Linked DNA regions of Gossypium hirsutum: region 2 is linked to region 1. The links are chromatin contacts, called in public Hi-C maps. All regions are on one chromosome and are shown on one strand. Each heading gives the region's core, a stretch centred on a gene start, on an enhancer-like site or on the middle of the called end of the contact. The rest is flanking DNA. Distances are from core to core; before and after follow the strand shown.

Region 1 (6,600 bases), core at 3,847-6,346:
TAAGAGAAAGAAAGTAGCAAAAGGAAGAAAATTAACATTGATGCAACAATAGGTACAAAAGAGAGCAGAAACACAAATGCCAAAGTTCAAAAATAGCAATATTTAAAAACTTTGCCTGTTAAGATTTAATTACTCAATGTAGTTAGTTGTTGGCTATGAAAATAGACTATTATGAATGTTAGAACTATTTAGGAATGTTTGCAAATATTTTAGATTTTTTTTTTGCTATAAACGTAGCAAATTTGTTTACAATTTCATTTGATGTTGTATTTCATTATTCGATATTTCAAAACTTGTTCATTGTGTTTTTAGTTTCAATCATAATCAATAATATTTAGTTTGAGATATAAAGGGAGAATAATATTTTTTTAATCAATTTAATTTTTAATCAAACAATTCAAACCATAATTTAATAGTACCGGCATAATAAAACAATAACCTAAGAATAACATAATCAAATTAACTATTATGTACAATCGAAATGAATAATGTTTGGAAATTGAGACAATTTTTATTTAGTTTAAAACATGATCAGTTTATTATTAATTCAAGAGAATTTTTAACATGGTTTTCAAATAAACGAATTTTAGTTATTCAATTCCTTAACGTTTTCTAAAAGGACAAGAAACATGTGACTCGTATCATATTACACAACGACAAAAATGGTTGATATAAACTATTGAGGTGAATAAATTATAACTGAATGCCATTACTTTCTTTTTCCTTCCGCTATAATATATTTCTTGTACATTTGTTCACTTATAGAAAGAAGAAGGAGACCCAACTTACAACACCAATTCTTTCGACAAGAAAACCCTGGTTTTCATAACACCACATTGCTCCTATCCAACACAGTCAAATGCTTATCATTGGCACCACAATATGTCCTCACCACATGAATAAATCTATATTTACTAAAAAAAAAATCCCAACAACCCAAACTCCAAATAAGTAATTTGGTTACTAAAATACCAATTCCATGTGATATATGCAGTACAAACAACAATGACAACTATTATTTTTCAAACTCCTTAAAACAAATAAAAAACCTATCTCAAACACAAAATATGATTTAAATTTTGGCTTTTGATTTTCTATCGAGACTTGCGTACAATAATCCAATCAGCTTCAGTTGGTTGGAGAACTCACCAGACACGTTGAAACATGTCTTTTGCTTGGATATTACAGGGACCCTCCTGTGATAGGTTGCATGGAGCCTAACTCCCTTTGGCTTTCTATTTTAGTCTACCTAAAAAAGTATTGAAAACCTAATATTTGAACATCAAACTAACAAAATAAAAATAAAAATTAGAAAAATATCAAGTAAAAAAAACCTTTATTCCGTGACCTGTCTACAATCATAGTTAATCATCTCAATTCACTTAGTTCACCCTCAGAAAAGCAAGTTCCTTAAAAATGTGCTATAAAAAAATTTTAAAAAAATTAATTATTCAAAATCAAAATGAGTTTCAAATCATATTATAACTCTGAACCATATCAAGGAAAACCTAATCAGAGCATGAATTCAAATTTGAAATCTCAAAAACTTGATTTTCCAAGTTAAATGCTTATTTTGAACCCTCAAATAAGTTTTGAATACTCATAAAATAATTTTCAAAGAAAATCCAAAAAGAACTCTTAATTGATTATTAACTCCTTAAAGCAAATAAAGAAACCTAACCTAAATACAAAACACTATTTAAAATAACACCATATTTCGGGTTTCAAATATTGAAAACCTAATATTTCAACAGCAAAACGCAATTTATTCCTTCAATGTTTAATAAAATAACAATAAATAAAAATTGGAAAAAAGGTTTATAAAAAGAAAAAAATAAAAGAGATTTTCAAATAAAAAAAAATCAGTAGACCCACTCAAGATAAAATACAAATATTACTTGATATTGATTTCTTTCTTTGGTTGCAAAGAAATCTGATGAAGATGAATGATTTAGTTGTAATATGGTTTAGGGTTTAGCTTTTGAAAGAAAACAAAATTAAGTTTTAGTAAAGAATTTCCCAAGAAAGGATATTAATTTTTAATTAAAAAATTAAAAATTAAAATTTTTATGTATCTTCCACATTTGAAATTGTGATAGTTTCATATGTCATGTGTCAATCATACATTGGCTATGTATGCCACCTCTTAAAAAAGTTAACACTGTTAGCGCTTTAAAATATTTTGTGTAAAATTTAAATATGTGCCAAATAAAATTTTAAATATCAAATTAAGAAAACATGCTAAATCTTATGTTAAGCAAAAAAAAAAAAAATGGGGAACCTTTGCCTAATAAAATCAAGGGTGTGTGTGGTGGATATTAATTGCGTAATCTCTTTGAGGTCAATCTAATGGGACGATTTAAGTGGTTTTGTGTTGAATAGGCTGTTAAGTTGGCGAATTGTGTTGAGGTTGAAGTTCGGTTTTGACTTGTTTTGGGGCGTGAGATGTGATTGAATGATGCGTATTTTCGGTAGCTTCTTTACCATAAATCCTCTTATATGGTTTGGCTTCGGTGATATTGATTTTTTTTCTCATTGGGGAGAGTGTTTGTAATATTGGTATTATCAATAAATATTAAGTGATCGAAAAACAAATATGATATTAAAATTATATTTATAAAAAAAGGCAATAGTTGAGTTATAAATGAAATTGTAAAGTGTTTAGAGTTAAATCTCTTGTGATTTGGATTCAATTTTTAGACATAGAATATCTAATTATTTCATGTATTTTTTAAAATTCAAAATTTAATCTCTATTCTTTAATTTTTAGATATTAAGTTATTGTACTTTTTTTATATAAAAATTTTGATCCTTTCATCTAATTTTATCGCTAATGTTAATAGTATTAAAGGTTAAATAAATTTTTTTAGTTGTCAATATTTATAGTTTTTTGTCAATTTGATCATTGTGCTTTAAAAATACATAATTTTATTTAAAAAACTATAAAAATATAAATATTGAGTGCTAAAAAATTTATTTTACTTTTGATATTATTAACTTTAACGATAAAATTAAATGGAGGGACCAAAAATTTTTAAATGAGAAAAATACACAGGTTCAATGTCTTAAAATTAAAGGACTAAAATTTAAATTTCAAAAAAGTACAGAAATCTTTGTCATATTTAAATCAATAGTAAAAATGAAAAAACCATTATATTAAGGACTAATATTTAATGCACAGGGCCGTGTGTTTTTTTATTCCACAGTCTTAAAAAATTGATTTCTCTTTTTAAAAAAAATATAAACCCCACCAAATGACATTTGGGTGTTAAAAATAAATAAATACACGACTATGATCGATATGTTACGGTTACAATATAATTACCTGATATGAATATAAAAAGAGTTACAAGCACTACCAAAATACAAACATAGCACAAATATACAAATACATATTGCAAGCTCATAGAATAATGCAGCATAAAGGTGTGCTTCTAGCCTCTAGGCAATTGCAATGGAAGCATGGTAAGGACTCGGAACTAGGACAAGATCCAGAACTAGGACAAGATCATTTTTCCTCTTACACAAGGCGGGATGATCATTTGCCTTCTAAGTAGAAAGCAAGCCTAATTCGACAAAGTATGCTTTAGTTCTTATCCAAGAAAAGAGAAGACTACTTGACATAAAGAAATGTCCTTTAAACCATCTATTCTCAAGCTCTAGGCACTAGATTTACAGAAGCAGGCTTGCAAATTTAACTTGATTCAATCAAGTTCAAATTTCAACTTAATAAAGCTAGGACAAGGCAAACCAAGCTATCATACAACTTCATTTTGCATCAAATACCTAGATACCAAAAACCCAAAGTTCGGCTCACTTGGTTCATCTATCCAGTATGGATTAATTTGTACAAGAAAAAATAATAGTAAATACCCAATTCCACAAATCATCTTAAATCAGAAAAAGAAAGAAAGACAACCAAAATGAATATACCTCCTCCAAAATCATATCATTTCATTTCAAAGCTACTATTAACAATTGAATATATATATATTAAACAAACAAGTACAAGTTAAAGCGCCAATTGATATATTAAACAAAATGAAATCAAATAACACAGAAAGGAAAACACTTTAAATAATCATATAACATAAAAGCCAGAAAGAAACAAAAAGATTTTTTTAAAAATGTTATTAGTTTGCAAACAACCAGGAATGAACTCACACAAAGCATACCCGGAAGTAGGTATGATCTTTACATTTAAAAGCATATTTTAATAGCTTGTGACCTCGTCACATATCTCGCAGCATTTCCTTCCTTTTTCTTTCCCTGTAAAGTTTCACCATAAATTATGAGAAAAAAATCCTTACAATAAGTCAAATTTGAAAATTTAAATCGCCAATTTGAAAGAAATAAAGTTTGAAAGAACTTGCCGGAGGTCAGTAGTGCTTTGGTTTCCCCATACAACTGTGGATAGCAAGAAAGTTCAAAAGAACCGCAACGAATTAAACCCGCCAGGCAGCAAATGCGAATGTCCTTCACCAGAAACCAGTGACCTCCTATCGACATGGCGGGTGGACATAACGACAGATAACTTCCGAGGGACATTGAGCGAAGCAGAGTAACGGATTCTCGCTGCGGGAGTGTCTTGACATGGGAAAATAGAACGCGTGTGGATACACTAGCATTGGGTATACAAAAGGGTGTTTTTTTGTTAAATGTTTGCGGCGGGGATAGCCATTGGAGAGCAGAAGAAGAAGGGGAAGTAGAGAAAACGATGAAGAAGGAGTTCAAAACGTCGTCGTCTGGTAGCGAGATGGAAAGCTGGGTTCCTTTGACAGGGTCAGGTGAAGAGGAAAGAAAGAAAGGGAGAGGGGAAAGGGTAATAGGAGAAAGAACTTGGTGAATGGAAAGCGAACGGGTATCAAAAGAAAGTTGACCGACATGAGGGGATTTGAGGATGAAGAAAGCGATTGAGAAAATATTGTTGGGCATGGGAAGATTAGGGATTTCAGGGGGGAAATTTTGGGGTAAAATGGCCCGATTTTTTGAAGTAAAATGATTTTTTGCTAAAAACGCCGCTAAATGCCGCAAAAAAATCATTTCATTTTGAACAAAATGACGCTGTTTTGCTCTACTAAAAATTCTTTATTTTGTCTGTTAAAAATTATTAGTTAAGTGACTTCATAAAACATTTATTATTATTTTTTATAAATTGAATTTTTATAAAAAAACCAAAGTACTTTCAAAATAAATATCGTATATTTTAATAGGAAAAAAATAAAAAAATGGCTATAATTAATTATTATATTAGAATTATCCAATGTAAGCAATTAATCTCTCACATATCAATTTTCTATTAAAGATTGAGACGTTAATCATGATTTTATATTATTCATTTTCGATCTAATCTCCATTTTATTAGAGATATTTCTTCCTAACTAAAATATAACTATTTTGCTAGATGTTCGATGTGGAATGGTTTCAGTTTTTGTATGTCATTTTTATTTGTTATAATTTGGTCCTATCCAAAATAGATAGTTACCTATCTATATCAATTTGTTAGCTCTAAACCCCTAACCCCTATCCCTTAAACCCTAAATCAAAAAACATAAACCCTAAACCCTTAGCCCATAACCCTTAAACCTTAAACCCCAACCCTTAAACCATAAACCAAAATCCCTAAACCCATAATCCATAATCCATAAACCTTAAGATAGTAATTCCTAAATCTTAAACCCAAAACTATATACCCTAAACCATAAACCTAAACCCTAAAACCCTAAAACCAAAAATCCTTAACACATAACCTCTAAACCTTAAACCCTAGCCTTTAAATCGTAAACCCTAAACCATAACCCATAACCCATAAACCCATAATCCATAAACCTTAAAATGGTAACACCTAAACCTTAAACTCTAAACCATATACCCTAAATCAAAAACCCTAAACTATAGTGATAATTAATTCAATATTTTAAAATTAATACTATCTCTTTTACGATTATATAAGAAATTATTTAATATATAAATTAAAAAACAATCAGTAATGTACCCAAAAAACTTTAAAATTATTTTAAATAATAGTATTTTAATTTTTTCATTTTTAACAAATACTTTTCTATGTTTTTTTATTTTAAATTATTTCTACGTGTCATTATTTTTCTGAAGATTTTAAATATTCAATTAAAAATAAATTAAATTTTAATTAATACAAACAAACCAATTAAACAGACAAAATGGTTTTTGCGGCACATTTTTAAAAACGTCGCTAAAAATAGAGCATTAGCGACGCTTTTTCAAAAACGCCGCTAAAGCCCCAGCTAAAGCCCCCGAGCATTAGCGGCGCTTATTGGAAAACATCGCTAAAGCCCAGAGCATTAGTGGCGCCTTTTGAAAAACGCCACTAAAGCCCCAAGCATTAACGACGTTTTTGAAAAACGCCCCTAAAGCTTGAGCATTAGCGGCGCGCTTTTCGAAAAACGCCGCTAAATCCCCGAGCATTAGCGATTCTTTCCGAAAAATGCCGCTAAAGCCCCAAGCATTAGCGCCGCTTTTTTAAAAACGCCGTTAAAACCCTAAAAGCTCAAAAAACAGCACCGTGGGGCTTAGGTTTTTTGCGACGATTCCTAGAAAATGGTGCTAATGCTCTATTTTTAA
Region 2 (6,600 bases), core at 2,831-5,330, 100 kb after region 1:
ACTTTGGGGCGTTACATATGGCATCATCAGTAACACTATTGATCTTAAATTGTTGTAGATCTCCAAAAAGTTAGCTAAATAAGCATTCAGATATTCATCTTGCAACCAATCAAACTGAACATACTGTTGCACCATCTAAATTGTGTTCGGCTTAATCTCAAAATTATTTACAGCAATAGTCAATCTGACAATACTCGATTCATCCCCAACTAGAGTGGGCTTAACATAGTCATACATAGTCCAAGGAGTAGGACGTGCAAGAAGTTCGTAATTAATAGGGTTACTATCCATCAACATAATAATATCTTTTGCTCTTGGTCATCTATTAAAAGCAGTTAACCTTGCCTTGCTTCTCTACCTTATTTACAATTTCTACGAGCAATTTTTTCGATCTCACTATAAAAAATTAACTGTTCCAACGGGTTGCCTCTAGTCATAAACTAAGGGAACTTATAGGAATCTAACAAAAAAAATTAAAATGTAACAATTAAATTAAAAATAAAAATATTAAAATAAAAATAAAAAATGGCTAAATTAATAGAAATAAAATTTTCCTAATATTCTAGCCCTCGACAACGACGCAAAAATCTCGATGCCTATATAACTAACTAAAATTTTGGCAAAGGCAAGTGCACCTATAAATTAATAGTATAGCTACGGTAAGCAAAGATATTGTTCCCACGAAGAATAAAATTTCTATTGATTATCGTCTTTCTATTATTTAACTGAATAATTCAAGTGATTGACTAAAACTAAAATTAACTAAATTAATTAACTAATGAACACGAAAAATAATAAAACAAGAAAATAATCGATTAACAACCAAGAAGTAAAACAATACCCAGGAAAGAATCAACCTAGGTTGATTATCAATCTAAATTATGCAATTTCTTCACTTTAGTATCTTGATTCGTAGAAACCCCTAAATTAAGAAAATATCTCTTTTGAGCATAAGAGCAACTGACTCTAGGTTGATTAATTAAAATTTCTTTCTAATTAAAACCCCTATTATCGCATTAGCTCGTGCTATGGATTCCCCTATTAGATTTGACTCTAATCTGATAGATTTATGTCATCCTATTTCTAAGATTGCATGCACCTCCACTTAATTACGCAAGATCTACTCTTAAACAAAGTCTATTGAACCTTCGATTTAAGAAAATCAAATAGGGATTAATAATCTTGAAATATGAAACCAAAAATTAAGCACATAATTGAGAACAAGAAACTAAGTATTTATTACGTAAAATAAAAATCAAATGACAGAATCCATCATAGGGTTAATCTCCCCTAGGTATTTTGAAATTAGATCATGCTTGAAAATAAAAACACCCAATATATAGTATAACCAAAAGGAATAAATAAACTCATGATAATACCCTAAGAAATCAAATGAAAATCTACAATCTTGACAGAAATCTACTTCAAAATTTACTTCAATGGTGTTTTTCGAGTTTTTTTCCTGAGTATTCTCTAACGACTTCCTCCTATCTTCTTATTTTTGTCATATATACATCTAAGAATGCTCGAAAAACCTAAAAATCACTATTTTTTGCAGTTCGATACGCAATTCTGTGAAATTGACATGGCCTACCATACGCCCATGTGGGTCACATGAGCGTGTACTCTGGTCGCGTGGAATGCTTCAGCCCATGTGGCTCTTGTAGCTTGCTTCGACGTTTCAGTTTTCACTTATTTTTCTATCCTTAAAAGACCAGGAGCATAAAATTCACAATTAACATCGGATAAGGGTTGTATTAATAAACACTAAGTGACTATCAAATTTTGGCAATTAATATCGTTTTTCACTCCGATTAAAACATTAATTAGGCACTAAATGACTTAGTGATCTTAGGATACCTTACTAGACTTAGGAACCTTAGTCCGTTCAGAAGAAGGTTACGTACACGAAAAGTATCCTAGATACACAACATTTTTATTTCCTAATTTTATTCTGACTTGACTTTGACTTGCGAACACCCAGTTTGCAACTCAACTGGCGAACCCCAACTCACCAAACAGACTTGTGAATCCTTGCTCACTAAATAGTTTGGCAAATACACTTTCAATGAATCTAGTGAACCCCCTTACTACATCTTTTAGTGTATATTGTTTCACCAAATTTTGGGTGAACTCCTTGCTGAAACTCTTTTGTCGAACCCCAATTTTTTGAAACATTGGCGAACCCTTACGTGTGAGCACAAAACTTTTAGGCCTTATGTTGGGATGTTATATTTTTATTTTTCTTATTTCCCTTCTCTGTTGTCGGTCTCATCTATAGTCTCACGTAAACACTTTTTTGTTCTTTTCCTTTTTGGTTGTCCCTTTATACAACTTTGTTGTTGTCCAAACGCTAGACTTCTATAGTGTTGTCGTTAACATTTTATTCTTGCCAATTGGCCGTGTGTGATTTAGAAATTTCATATAGTTTCATAACTTTTCATAAGTACGTCCATTTGTTTTATTTAAAAGGGTGATTTTGAACTTATTTGAGAGTTTTATTTGGTTGATTTAGGAAAAATCATGATAGACTAATCATTTTGGTTCTGCTTAGGAGAAGATCTTAAGACGTATAAACCTCTAGCGAATTGAGAACTTTGGAAATCGCTTCTTCTTTGGGTAAGTGGTCGAATGCCCTAGTTAGAGAGGTTGGTTTGTGTAAATTTGGTAAGGGTTGAATGCCCTAGTGCTATTTGGCCGAATATTCTAGTAATTCATGATTCAAATTCATGATTCAATTTTTGTGTTTTCTTACTGATTGATTAGGTTTGGATGATGTATACAGAACTGGAAGTGTTGTTTTAGTGTCGACATCTTGATAATGATTAAGTGTGTGACCCAAACCTAAAAAATTAGTGAAACTTTGTGAAATCGAAAATGGTAGTCGATGCCACATGGGCAGTGCTTAGCCATGTGGACCACACGGGCTGGACAAGTAGAGCCTGTCCGTGTGGGCTCATTTCGAACAGTTTATTTAAGTTAAATGTGCAAGTTCGTGAAAATCTGTAATTGGTTATGTGATTACGACTAACGTATGATAAGACTACCCTACCCTATTATGCAGGTCGTTATATGCAAATATTCTGTGAGCATGTTAGATTTAATAAATTTGTAGACTTGTTTGTATGTGTAAATTTGTGAGCATGTCTCTATACGAGATTCTGAATTAGATAATCAACATGCTTTTATTCTCTGTACCAGTTAAGTTTTCTAAAAGATAAACAATACGGGTTTTCGTATTATTGGTTTTCGTTAGAATCAAAAAGTGTTTAAAAAGGTTAAGCAATCGATTTTCTTAAGTTGTTGATATAACCTCCAAAATTCAGTCAAAATGTCTAAACAGGGTTTGGTGTGTTATATTTTTGCTATCCTCGTACACTAAATTGCTTTGAGTATGAGCTCGAGCAATACGAAGCAAACACAAAACTAGAATGATTTAATCACATTCAGTAGGAAAGTAATTCTCTCAAATAGAAATCAATAGAAATTGTAATTCACAGAAAATATAAATTATTCTTAAAAAATAACTTTCCACTATTTTTTGGTAGAATAATAATATATGAATCTTATGTTAAAACTGTGTAAATCGTTATACTAGTTAGAAAAGTCCTAATTGAATAAGGGCAACACAAAATAATATTTATTTAATAGAAAACACTCCCCTAGCCTAACTAGGAGACTAATATTTACTAGGGTGTGTCGTCTCTCTTATATTAAGTTCAATTATATATGTTTTATAAACTTTTACCCTGCATTTTATAATTTAATTCAACCCAATATTAGTTTTCTATTTCCCAAAATAAATATTATTTATTTACTTAATTTAATTAATAAAATTAACTAAATTAGTTTATCAATTTAATAATTTTCTAAACTCAATTCTAATTTCATTAAAGTCATGACAACTTTATCATATTAAGAAGAGAAGGAAATTCTACAGATCCAGACTGAACCTAGCATGCAAAAAGAAAGGGAGGACTTTCAGCTTGTAGGTTGCTTCTTAACAGCAAGCATAATCCACTTTCCTGCTATGAGAGGTGCAAATTCGAGATCTGGGGGATAAATTTTTTCACAGTATGGACATGGAAAGAGTTTTGAAGGGTCTACCATGGACTTTTAATAATCATTGATTAATACTTTGCAAAATAAGGAGGAGAGAAGATCCATTGAAGGTTCCATTAATTTTTAGTCCTTTTTGGGTACAAATTCATGACGTCCCAATAGGTTTATTTACTGAAAGTCTAGCAACACAGTTAGGTAATTTTACTGGAGATTTCTTGGAGTATGATGTGTCAGTTGGGAAAAGAGAATCAAAATTTCTTGAGAATTAGAGTTCAGATTGATATCAGGAAACTGTTGAAAAGGAAGAAGCAGATTATTTTTGGTGGGATATGTTCACATGTTAAATTTAAGTATGAGAGTCTACCACTGTTTTGTTTTTTTTGTAGACGTTTGGGTCCTAATGACTTTTTTATGAAGAAAAAATGAGGGTTCGAAGGGAGATTACTGGAATGGGATGGGATTTAACACTACGGACACCATCTCGAAAAGCTCTATCAATGAATAGCATTTGGTTGCGATAGGAGGGGGAAGGGAAATTAGAAGGAAGGTGGATGGAGAACAGGATTGACGGGTTTAACCAACAGAATGAGGTTCTAAAGGGAAAGAAAGGGAAATCTATTGATCCAATTTTAGGGTTTAACCTTGAAAGGAGGGTGTCACCAGGAGAACAACAGAGAAATAAATCCTGGTCTTATCAAATGGAAATGGATATGGAGCAGGCTCTTGAAGATGAAACTTTAATAGGGGAAGAGGGAAAAAAAAGAAATAGAGGGGAGATGGAAGGTGTACATTCCTTGATATCGGCGGCTGCCAAGAGGCATGCCGACCGGGCACAATAAAAATCTTAAGTTGGAATGTCCGTGATTTGGGGAGACAACAGACAGCTAGAAGACTTCGGCATCTGTTGAAGAATAATAATCCCCAAATAGTCTTCTTTATGGAGACAAAACTTAGTAAAAAACAAATAAGATTTACACACAGGAGGTGTGGTTTTGTAAACGAAATCGAAGTCGAATCAGAAGGCTCGAGAGGAGGGTTGTGCTTAGCATGGAGAACTAACATTGAAGTTGTGCTTCGTAGTTACTCTAAAAGACATGTTGATGTGATTGTTAAAGATGAGGAAAAAGAGTGAATTGGAGATTTACAGGTTTTTATGGTTCCCCATACATACAAGATAGGAATAATTCGTGGGAGGTTTTGAAAAGTTTAGCAAATGATGAAGAAATCCTTTGGTTGGTTTGTGGAGACTTCAATGAAATTATGTATGGATTTGAAAAAAAAAGAGGGGTACCTAGGGATGAAAGAAGGATGGAAATTTTTCGTAAAACATTAGAGGAATGTCGATTGAATGATGTGGGATTTGAGGGCAACCGTTTTACTTGAGAGAGAGGCAACTTGCCAGAGACAAACATCCAAGAGCATTTAGACAGAGTAGCTAATACAAATTGGATTGTTATGTTCCCAGAAATTAAAGTTCAACATCTGGTTCATTCATTTTTAGACCATTGTCCTCTTCTTATTAATACCAAGAGATTTGTAGAACAAGCAAGGGATTACAATTTCAGATTTGAAGCCTGGTGGGTTTTGCAGGAATCTTTCATGGATGAAGTCAAAAATATATGGGAAAATCCGTCAGAGGCATTGTTAAAGAAGCTAGATAATTTAAAGAAAGGATTGCAGATTTGGGCTGCACAGTTGAAAAAGAATAGACAGAAGACTAAACAGATTCTTACTGAAAAACTTAGCGAGTTGGCTGAAGTAGACAAAAATGATGAGACCTTAGCCGAATTGATTGATACAAGAATAGATTTGAATTTTGAGATCGAGAAAGATGAATGTTACTGGGAACAGAGAGCTAGAATCAACTGACTGAAATTGGGGGCAAAAATACTACTTTCTTTCATAGTTGAGCTTCACAATGGCAAAAAAAGAATCTCATTCATAAGCTGAAAGATGAAGGAAGAGAAATGGAATTCATTCAGGATATTGAGGGTGTGGCAAAGTCCTATTTTCAAAATTTATTTTCGGCAAGAAGAAAAGGGAATTATGATCATATTCTATCAGGGATTGAGCGTTGCATTCAAGCAGAAGACAATCAAAAACTTACAAAATCATATTCTAGAGATGAAATTATTGAAGCTGTTTTTGAGATGGGACCAACGAAGGCACCAGGGGAGGATGGCTTTCAAGCATTATTTTATCAAAAATGCTGGCAAATTGTTGGAGATGAAGTCATAGCTTTTTGCTTACAAATTCTAAACGGGGATATGGAGGTTAGTCCGATAAACTCTACAAATATAGTGCTTATTCCAAAAGTCAACAACCCATTAACTATGATGCAATTTAGGCCAATTATTTTATGCAATGTACTTATAAAATTATATCGAAGGTAATAGCAAACAGATTTCGCAGTGTTATTAGCAAATGTATTGATGAAGCACAAAGTGCTTTTGTGCCAAGCAGGTTAATATCAAATAATGTATTACTATAATGTATTACTCGCTTACGAAGTATTGCATAAGCTAAAGCAAAAGAGAA

What was found. A called contact is a pair of places that touch in the nucleus more often than the background predicts.
Region 2: a contact with region 1 is called in a Hi-C map of petal, with 4 times the contacts expected there. The contact joins the enhancer-like site here to the promoter of LOC107918530 in region 1. A contact is called at or near these places in 4 of 34 Hi-C or Micro-C datasets (callus, hypocotyl, leaf and 1 more).

The regions. Positions count from the first base shown.
Region 1 is chrD13:48,773,038-48,779,637 of Gossypium_hirsutum_v2.1, forward strand. It overlaps LOC107918530 (leucine aminopeptidase), which reads right to left and starts at 5,097. Exons shown (of 2, transcript XM_016848104.2): 1 at 4,374-5,097; 2 at 4,007-4,269. The coding sequence starts at 5,043. The coding sequence ends at 4,214.
Region 2 is chrD13:48,874,746-48,881,345 of Gossypium_hirsutum_v2.1, forward strand. No RefSeq gene overlaps it. Among protein-coding and RNA genes, the nearest start is that of LOC121225818, 40 kb to the left of the region's middle. Within about 2 kb of position 4,081, at least 3 of the 9 cell types and tissues checked have an H3K27ac peak or open chromatin away from gene starts, as enhancers often do.